Linked DNA regions of Rattus norvegicus: region 2 is linked to region 1. A link is a contact called in public Hi-C data. All regions are on one chromosome and are shown on one strand. The core of a region is the stretch at or near the end of the contact, and the rest is flanking DNA. Distances in the headings are between cores, read along the strand shown.

Region 1 (5,338 bases), core at 1,801-4,300:
ACCTATAATCCTAATATTCAGGAAGCAGAGTCAGGAGGATCATGAGTCTGGAGCCAGCCTGAGCTACGTAACTAGTTACAGAACAACCTGGCTACAGAGAAGAACAAGTAGAAAAGACTGGAGTCCAAGGCAATGTGGAAGTTTAGCATTACACATAGTCAGCAGTACATTTGGTCTTAACTAGACTGTACCTAGGCCTTTTCTATAAAATAGACATGCGTAATACACCTAAACTTGTAAGTATATAAAACATAAAGTAACTATACTTTTTCATATTAAATTTATATGTCCCTTCTCTAACCATAATGTTTCTTAAGATTTCATCAGTAAACCTTATTCTGACCTTACCAGTGTTACATTTCTGGAGGTTTTTATTAAGTTCAGTGTGTCTGTCAGTTTAAATCTTTCTTCTACATCAGTGGTTCTCAACCTTCCTAATGCTTCAGCCCTTTACTAAGTTTCTCATATGTGGTGACCCCCAACGATAAAATTTGCTACTTCATAACTGTAATTCTGCCACTGTTATGAATTATAATGTAAATACCTTTGTTTTCTGATAATCTTTGGTGGCCCCTGTGTAAGGGTCATTTGACACACACCCTCCCACCCCCAAAGAGGTCACCACCCACAGGTTGATAACCACCGTTCTAAATAGTTAGGCAGAGATTAGAAACTTCTAGTTGAGGGAGTAAACTCAGTCACATTTTTATATATTAAAAATAAGTGTTTTAAGTGTTTTTTTAACTGAATTTATGTAAGTTGTGGTTGTGTAGATTTTTCTATAATAATTATATATTGTAATTGTAATTACCATTGAGTGATTGAAAATATACATAAACATTTAAGTCTAATAACTAAAGAGTACGTGAAGCAAGTTTACAGATATTCTTTGTTTTATATGCATTCATTTGACATGCATGGGCACTTGTGTGCACATGCTGTTGGAGGCTAGAGGACAGCCTTGAGGCATTCTAAGGAATACCATCAACTATTTGAAACAAGGTCTCATTAGCTTAGCGCTCATCAAGCAGACTGGACTTGCTATAGAACTCCTGTCTCTTCCTCCCCAGCACTGGTAGTGGGCACCACTGTGTAGAGTGGAGGTGGGGTGCCTAATACCTGAATAGTGTTCTAAGCTTGGATTTCTTGCCACACATTGGGTGCCAAATGTAGTGGGATTTCTTGGACCCACCAGGAGAATAACATGGAGACTTATTAATTTTATTATAGCTTAGGCTACCTCCCAGCTAGCTCATCTGCTTAGTTAACCTACCATACTAGTCCATGTCTCCGTTACCCCTCTTTCTCTGGTACGTCCAGCTTTCTCGGCCTCCATGTTCTGCTGGTGAATCCTCCTGCCTCTGATTCTTCTCCCAGAGGCCCTCTCTCAGACTGGAAGTCCCACCTTTCTTGCCCAGCTATTGGCCATCAGCTCTTCATTAAACCAATCGGCAAGTGAGGAAGGTATAATTATTTACAGCATACTGAGGTGGTTGATGAGACATAAGAATGACAATACCAAAGTCACTGGGTACTCAGCTCTCTGTGGGTACAGCATTAACAGTTGAATGATACAGACTTAATACTGTGTACTCCAGCAACTGTGCTCTTCTGTGGGTGCTGGGAGCCTTGCTTGGGTCAGTGTTGCTATACGACAGCTACTTTATGGACTGAACTGTCTCCCCAGCTCAGTATGTACTGTTTTGAATGCTGACTGATCTAAGGTGGACTATGCTGGTGGTGATAAGCTAGCCACCTAATGTGCTTTTCTTTTCAGCTTCAAAGAGAGAGAAAGGAACTGCAGTTAGAACGAGAGCGGAACCTTCAAGAGCTGCAGGACTCTGTCCGAAGGGCCAGAGACGACTGCGTGCACCAAGTGGAGCTGGAGAGGCTGAAGCTGAAGCAGCTGGAAGAGGACAAACACCGCCTTCAGCAGCAGGTGCTAGAACTGTCTACTTCTAGAAATGCTTCACTGTGAAGTGCTGACACCACTGTGATTTGGACTGCTGTAGTCACTGCCCAGAGAGTCCAACTGAAGTTGGATTTCGTTTTTTCAAAAGTTAAAGCCAAGGACTGTGTTAGTATAATTTTCTTATTCTTAGAACCATTTTTGTGAAATGTTCATTCCAGGTAACTTAAAATTAAAGAGTTTTTTTCAGTAAATCTCTTTTTAACAATGTTGACATCCATTAGGACACTAATGCCTTAAGTGTTCTAAAACAGTTCAGTGCTTTCCAGAACCTGCATTTTGAAAGCAGAGTTCTGCTGTCCTCTTGTTCATCACGGTCCCTTCATATGCCCACACCTGTATGCAGTTGTTACAGTCCCCTCATGGCTGGGTCTGTTGTTGCTGGTCTCGCAGAACCTCTCTTGCTGTTACTGCCCTACCTTCCTCCACCCTCAGGCCTCCTGTGCTGTCTGCAGCCTTCTTTCTAGGCACTAGGCTTTCAGCTTGCTCCACATTTATATTCAAGACCTTTCTCTGCACTCGTCTTCCATGTCAGATTGCTGCTTTGAGTCCTTCACCTTACCTGGACATGTTTAAGGCGCTTTAAACCAGTATGTCTTCCCGTTATTCTTGCCGAGTTCATGCTTCAGCGGCAGCCTCTCCAGCCCCACTTGGCACACACAGTGCACAGTGTCATATATGTCAGTGATGGCCATCTGAACTTATGGTGCAGCAGGGTAGTTTTGAAAATTGGGAAGCATAACACACTTGAAACCTACTACTGCCATCTCACCGTTTATAGGGAACGATGAGGATCACGAACCTCTACCCATCTGTCTGTCTGTCTGTCTGATGTCATCCCCACTCTGCACCTCTGCCTTGTAGTAGAAAATTATTGAAATCCTGGCCTGGGGTTTCTACCCCGCCTTTGGTTATTGAGTTCCTGGATAAAGCCCACACAAACCAGCCTCAACAGCACAGTAGGTCCGTGCTGCTAGACTGCCTTCCCAGATAACCCCCGGCCGTTACTCACTATTCTCTATGTTCCGTCTGGGCTGCTCAGAATCCAGTCGGGCAGCCCTCAGGGCACATTTTTATGGCTCAGCTAAGCCATGGCAGCCTTTCCCACAAGACCTCATTGTGTTCTGTTTTCCATGGGCCCTGTGTATTCTGAGTCCTTCCTTTACTTACAGTAAAATATCACTTACCCAAATAATATTTTCAAGCTTATGTTAAATGTACTCCTGGAATATCGCTTTCTTGCTCCTTTTCTTTACAACGTGCCAGTTTTTTTTCATTTAGTGATCACTTAATCAGTCTCAGATTGTTGCTCCATAAAACCCTCGTTGTTTATAGTTCTGTCCTGGAGTCCAGCCTGCTGTCGGCAGTGATAGGAACTCAATGAATATTTGTAGAAAAGGGAGGGAAAGATCAGGCTGTTAAAAATGCAACTTCTTTCTCGAAAAATTTCAGTGTGGATTAGATGTGTATGATGAATGCTACAGGGCCCCCTGTCATGAAGTTTACAATTGTAGCTCAGGGCTCTCGCCCACATTGTTCATTTGGTTGTTACCGAGGGTCTTTCTCACCATATAAAAGTGGATGTTTGTCATGGGGTCCACCAGTATTAGTGTTCTTCCAGTTCAAGGTTTGGGTGCCTAGAGCAAAAGCAGCAGCAGCAGTCGAGAGAGTGCTTGGCGCACACGCTGGGCCCACTCTCTGTCATGTACTCTGTCAGTCCACCCCAAGATGGTGCCACTGACTCACAGTTCTCCTGTACAAGAGTCTCGGTGTGAAAATTGGTAACTTGGAAAAATTATTGAAGGCACATCTTTATTCTTTAAGCTCAGTTTTTATCAGGGGAGAAACTTCACCAGTTTCTGAATTATCCAATTTGCTCATGGGAAATGCGTAAGGGAAATTTGGGGTCATTATGTTGACGTGGTTGCATATATTAAATGTGGCATTTCAGTTAGACTGGTAGAAGAGACAGTTAAGCATAAAGAGAAGTGAAGAAGGTAAACCTATTTGTGTTCAAGTGAGAGCAGGCACCAGAGCTCTGGGTCATGGCAGTGATGATGGCCTCCCTCCCAGGGACTGTCCTCTGCCCTCGAAGCCCGTATCTCTACAATTGCAATGTGACAGCTGTAGTTGCTTGGGATGATGTCCTCGAGTGGTGAAGAACCAGATGCACTTACTATTAGTACATTTTTTGTTTAAAATATAAAAGTGGAGACTAGGAACATGTCTTGGTCAGAGAGAGTGTTTGCCAGGCAAACATGTGGACCTGAGTTGGGATGCCACGCACCCTTGTCAAAAGCTGGGCACGGTGACAATGCACTATAATCCCAGTGCAGGGAGGGAGACAGGAGGGCCCCTCACTGCTATCCAGCCCAGCTAGTCAGTCTGTGAGAGCTGCAGGTTCAATAAAAGACCTCTTTCACAGTGTAAGTTGGAAAAGAGTTGAAAAAGATGCTAATGTTGACCTCTGGCCTCTACACGTATGTATACACATACAAACACGTACATCATGCACACAAAACAAATGTATTTTTACAAGCAAGATCATTTCCAAATGGTTTTTGCTGGTTTTGGAAAATGAATTATGTGGAAACTTTTTATATTGGGGGCAGCTTCTTCTAAAGATGCTGATGCTTCTTCAGGACCATCCACGCAACTCACAAGTGCGTCACGCCATGCTTGTGCTGGGGTAAAGTTCATCAGTGTTGGTTTAAGTTGTACCTTAGCCACATAACTAGTCAGTGTTTCAGCTTAATTACATCTGACGTCATAGAAAAAGCCCGTGGGTTTGTCCAACTGCGACATCAGTGTATGTTTTCAGAAGTCACCCTCAACAATTGTCATTTGCATTTTAATCTACATTAGCAAAGATCTTATACATTATTATATGCTTTTGTTTACTTGCCCTTTAAGATGCCCAGTAGCTCAGCATAGCCCGGAACTCATTGTGTTCCCTAGCTTACCTCCAACATTAGGGCTGTCTTCCTACTTTGCCCTCTCAAGCATTAGAATTACAAGTGTTACATAGATTATGTAGCCACCATCGTCAGTCAAAATGAATGTCTTTCTGCCCTCAGTTACACTGTTTAATCAAGGCCACCCACTACCTGTCTGCCCCGTCAGATAGGTAGCTTCCTTGCACGCCCCAATAACTTACCAAGTATTAGGAGCTGTCGTCAGAGCCAGTTCTGTAGGATGAGAAGTCCCTGCCCCTGGTTAGCCCCTGGTGTCTTTGGCATTCCTTCAGGTGTTAGGTCCTTCGATCCTTAATTTTTTTACCTAGTTTAAAAACAGAAAAAGCTTTTCTGTTAATTAATTTGCTGAATTCTTAAATACTGACCATTTTCTTTTTTTATGTGTTTTCCAAAT
Region 2 (5,338 bases), core at 1,511-4,010, 37 kb before region 1:
CTGATTTTCTAAGCAGTTCTCAAAAGTCAGTTTTTGGTATCACATTTTTACAAACAACAGCTAGTCAATAAGTGTGTTAATTTTATTAGTCCAGGGAGCTTGGCTTAGTTTTATTAATATTATATATATTATATAACATATATATACATATATACATATAGTATATATATGGGCCTGTTTATATATACGGAGATGGTGTGAAGACAGGAAATACTAATATAATTTCTAATTTCTTCTCCCTAGAAGTTGTTGAAAATAAAGCATAAAAATACTACACATCAGGATTTATCCAGAATATGAAATAGATATAGAAAAAAGGAGCTTGCTATAAACCGATGCCCTTTCGATTGCAGAAATTTATAGAAATAGAAAGCTAGTAGGCCGGCAGGTTAGTGAATTCAGTGACTGTCAGTTTGAATTTGCACGCTTTGTATGCTCATAGTGCGATGAACCTTCCATTGTTTAACAGATACAATTTACATATGCTATAAACAGTTTTTTATGTATTCGGATGCAGTAATTGGTACTTCATAAGCCTGTAATAAAATTTCCTCTCATGGACTTAACCTAATATGTGATGCTTTATGCTAGAACCAAAGCCTCTTGTTGTTTAGACACCAAGAAGGGAATTAGATTACGGAACTGCGGACTTAGATGATGATGGAATATTACGGTCCATTTGTAGACGGCAACTTCCATGTCATTAACTGTGTGCAGTCTGTGAAAATAAAGGTACCACGCAAATGATGCTGGCAACTTTTCGGCAGCTCCAGGGAGGGGACTTTACAAACAACGACATTTAGAGAGGAGATCCTGATGCAGAGAGCTGAAACGCTACTGCAATGGCAGGGCAAGTAAAGGCACCTGCTGCCAGGTCACGCTTGGCGACCTGAGTCTGATCCCTAGGATCCCACATAGTAAGAGAGAACTGACTTCCAGAAGTTGTCCTCTGACCTGTAAGTGTGCCCCACCACACACACACACACACACACACACACACAAACACACACACACACACACACAGAGTTTGGAAACGAGAGATATATCAAAAAATTTTACTACAAGAAAAACTGTGTGTGTGTGTGTGTGTGTGTGTGTGTGTGTGTGTGTGTGTGTGTGTATTCGTGTGCTCTTGGAAGTCAGAGAGGTCGTTGCAATTCCATGGCTCTGGAATTACAGATAATTGGGAGTTGCCTGCCTGGGTGTCAGGAACTGAACTCAAGCCCTGTGGAAGAGCATCAAGTACTATTAACTTTGACACTATCTCTCCACGTCCTCCCACCCCTCATCTTACTTCATTTGATTAATGTTACAGATTTTTTTTTAGTGGTGTGACTATTTTCTGGAATGTAGTGATAATCTAATCTGGGTTTTCAGCCTTGATGGAAATCCTCAAGGAAAATAAGTGTATGTTTTAAATAAAAACTATAAATTATAGAAGGTCAGTTTTTATAGCGATTAAGTCATGAGATTATTCATGTAAAAGAATTATCATGTAAAAGTATTCATGTAAAAGTAACTAGCATTTAATATAACACCTTGGTAAAAAAAAAAAACAAAAAACAAAAAACTGCTTTTCACATAAGCCAGCTGTGATTCTTCTTACTTTTAGATATCCACCACAAAAGAGCACAGCGCTCAACAACGCACACAAAACTGAACGTCATTTTAGCTTTATATGAATACCACATTTCAGGTAAAACTCTCCGGATCCCTGAAGGGCTTTACAGGTAATCTAGCTCAGTCTCCATATCCTTTTCTTTTGGAGACAAAGAAGAGAAAGAACAGTGTAGAAGACAGCAGCAGGGCTCAGAGATCGAATTATTATTGCACTCAAAACATCTTCTAGGTTTACAGAGCAAGAAAGCAGCAGGTGTTAGCACACTTAGTCCTCTACCTCCTGAGACCTCACTTCAGCTAGTTTATTTTTTGCCGTATTATCTGTTACTTTTGACTTTCCGGGCGGAATTCTTGCAAATTTTAACGCTAACAGTGTCCACGACGGCTCCAACCGATTCGCTTTTTAGTTAGATAATCTTCAAAATCCATGTTATCTCCCCCGTCCCCCAAAGTTTGAAATCGGAAGGGGAAATGTGGGTTCACGGCACTTTCCCCTCGTTAACTTTTGGCCTTGATTTGCAAATTTACTATGTCTGCATAGAACCTACTCCTTTAAATATTCTCGCCCACGTGACAATGTGTTTTTCCTCTCTCCCCCTCTTTTTAGAGACGTTTCTAAAGTATTGCTTAATCTGGGAGAGATTACGTCAGCGCCAGCAGTTACAGTAACTACCGCATTGACGCTACTTGTTTTCATAGGACCAACAGTTGAAGTGATGAGCATGAGCGGTTCACACTCAGGCCATTATTTTTTTTCGTGACAATACGTTCGGTCTCAGATGCCTGAGAACTAGCATTAAAAACGCTATTGCTTTATTTCTCAGATTACCGCCGAGCAAAACCCTCAAAACACACTGCCCTCCTACTCATTTAAAGAGAAAAACTACACAGAACCGGGAAGCGTTTAGAGCTACGGTGCGCTTGCGCAGCCTGAGACGGGGGCGGGAGGATAGTGATGGTTCAAGTCTCCTGCCTTTCCGCATGCGACCAGCAGGCGGCGCTGCGGGCTAATGCTGTCGTGTTTTCCCAGGGCTCTTGGAAAGAGCGTCAAAGGGCGGGAGGTGAAGCCGGCTGATGGGCGTTCTATCCTCGACCGCCCTGGTCTCTATCGCCCTTTGTCCTCCAACCTCCCCCGGGCTCTCGGCCCGCGGGCCTGGTTGCTAGGCGGAAGCGGGGCGCGGCGGCGTCCGCTGCGGCTGCCCGGGCGTTTGAATAGCGGCTTAGCAGGCGGCAAAAGGTGCCGGGGCGGCGGGCTTGTTGGGGAGCAGGGCCAGGCAGCGGAGCAGCCTTCATCGAGTCGGGGCTGGGTTAGGGCCTGGGCGGCGGCCTGGGGAGCGGGGCCGGCCTGCGCCCCTCACTCGGCCTCTTTCCTGCAGACCCCGCCGCCACGACCATGGTCCCCAAGTCCGACCAGCTGCTCATCGTCGTATCCATCCTCGAAGGTGAGCGGCCTCGGGTTTTTTGCAACTGCTGCTTCCCGAACCTCAGCAGAGTAATGTGTGACCGAGGCTTTGTTAACCTTACGAACCCTGTCATCTCTGCCTTTGTGGTCCCCGAAGACTTGTTCAGTTGCATGGAGCGAGGTCTGTTAGGCAATTGATTTAAACATCTCTCCGGGGAGCGTGAGTGCTATTAGGGATAAGTGATATTTAGCGTGACTAGCCGTAGCCCCAGAGAATGTAGAAAAAACGATTTCCATCAGAAGCAGCCTGTCGATGGCTTTTATATATGAGCTAAAAGTGCCTGCAAAGCACCTTCTGTTCAGCAGTCCCCGCTAATACCATTTGTAAGAACTTTGCCATTGACTTTAATACAGGCTTTGTACCATTTCAGATGTATTGCCGAGACTGTTCCCTTCACATGTCTTGATGGCCTACCTAGGGGACTACCGTGGTTGGGGTGTTAAATGATCCTTGCATGTTTGTTGAGTGAGTTTATCGGGGACTTACTGAACGTCAGGTGCTGTGCTGGCAATGCAGATGACTCTAGGTCTGGAAGCTTAGAGAGTAAGTAAAGTGGGCAGTGGGTCATGCTGGGATGACCACCCTTTTTGGGGAATGCTTTCCTGAGGAGTTGGCAGTTATGTGGATCTTGAAGCTAATTAGGAATGGGTCAGATGACAGAGGCTTTTCAGATGGTCTGTTGAGCCGCATAAAGCACTGAAGATGTGGGAAAAAAGACATGCTTTGCTCTCAGCTTCATTCAGCAAATGTTGCTTCGATTCATCGTCGTTAGCTGAGTGGGGACCAAGTGAGGTTGTTTCGTAAACTAGAGCAGGTTGTCAGTTATGAGAGTTTAAACCACGGGTGTTGGTTCAGCCCTTCTCCCCTTGGGAGAAGTCTGATCCTGTTTGAGAAAAGGGAAAAAAGAAATACAGTGTAAAAATAGCTTCTGAGTTTTGGAATAAGAAATTGACCAGAGGCTATTAAACAATAGGGACAATAATAATTGTTTCTTTATTGCTTAAAAACACAGGATTGTGCAGGAAGTGGTAGCTCAGGCCTTTAATCCCAGCACTTGAGTGGCTGAGAGAAGGCTAATCCCTGTGAGGTCAAGGCCAACCTGGTCTACTAATGATTTGCTGCACCCCACTGAACAAACAAATAAAAAAACTCCCAAATAAACCAAACCCCACAAGACTCAAATAATCTTCTAATTGGTTGATAGAGGCTGTTAAATTTAGAACTGGGCCCTTCTCTATGGAAAAAAATGTGATTTCCTGCCTTCCTAGATACTGGGGTCTGTTTACTTGGGATAAACAAATTATGGTGTAAGACACTATATGTTAGGCTACACTATAATAACTGTGTGATGTAGACCATAAACGTGGGTTTGGCAGTAGGAGTAGTGATTGAAGTAGCTTCTTTCTTGAGCACTAGACAGACAAGGGTAGAAGAAAGTCATTTCTGGTGACCAGAGAAGCCAGAATAATTGGAGTGGAAGGAAGGCACAAGAGGAAGGTACAATATTTGGGAATATTGTACTTGGTCAGAAAGAACCAGAGTGAATCGACTTTGGAGGACCTTGGAAGCCAAGGAGGGTGTTATTCTAAGAAAAGCATTTGTGCCTATAGTCCTACTTAGAAAAATGAACTTTACTGGTGTTTGGTTTAAGAGTTATATTCAGGAAATAGAACCAGGAATCAGGGATTTTGGTTAGGTTGTTAGTACAAACACACCTAAAACTGGCATGCCGTCCTCTCCCCAGCTCTGGCAGTGTTTACATCAACCTGGGCACCTAGGATTCCTCACCATTCTCTATTCCGCCTTCCATCCCCGTCTCCCAAATGGTCGCATTACACACACGGTCTCCACTGCGTGCCTGGGTTCAAACCTTCACTGTCACCTGACCTGCAGTAATGATCTCTGTCTGTCTTCCTATCATTTCCTTCCTTTCCAGAAATAGCTGCTGCCCTGGACTACCTGGCAGTGATCTTTCTGATCCATAGATACTGTCTTCATTTTTTCAGAGTTCTACACTCTTAGCCTGTTAAGAACTCCTGCCCCCCCCCCCCTTTAGGTTTCATATGTCCCCAGGACTCTGCTCACATTGAGCTACTTGTCATTTCTTAACTACATTTCTAGAAATGTCCCTTATTAAAGGACCTGTGATAAAGACAAGGCAGCCCGGGGAGGGAAGGGTTATCACATCCTATATCCCAATTACGGATCAGCACCGGGGGAAGTCAGAGCAGGTACTGAAGCTGTCCACGGAGGGA

What was found. Hi-C and Micro-C count contacts between places; a contact is called where the count stands out from the background.
Region 2: a Hi-C map of Schwann cells shows a contact between it and region 1, with 2.2 times the contacts expected there. The contact joins the promoter of Cep120 here to the enhancer-like site in region 1.

The regions. Positions count from the first base shown.
Region 1 is chr18:49,348,858-49,354,195 of GRCr8, reverse strand. It overlaps Cep120 (centrosomal protein 120), which reads left to right. Exons shown (of 21, transcript NM_001191697.1): 17 at 1,778-1,939. Among named protein-coding and RNA genes, the nearest start is that of Cep120, 37 kb to the left of the region's middle. Within about 2 kb of position 3,050, at least 14 of the 93 cell types and tissues checked have an H3K27ac peak or open chromatin away from gene starts, as enhancers often do. A contact at or near this core is called in Schwann cells, where this site is marked.
Region 2 is chr18:49,385,665-49,391,002 of GRCr8, reverse strand. Cep120 (centrosomal protein 120) reads left to right here and starts at 2,760. Exons shown (of 21, transcript NM_001191697.1): 1 at 2,760-2,857; 2 at 2,997-3,062. The coding sequence starts at 3,014. LOC134483022 (a long non-coding RNA gene) reads right to left here and starts at 4,846. Exons shown (of 2, transcript XR_010059821.1): 1 at 4,799-4,846; 2 at 3,813-3,966.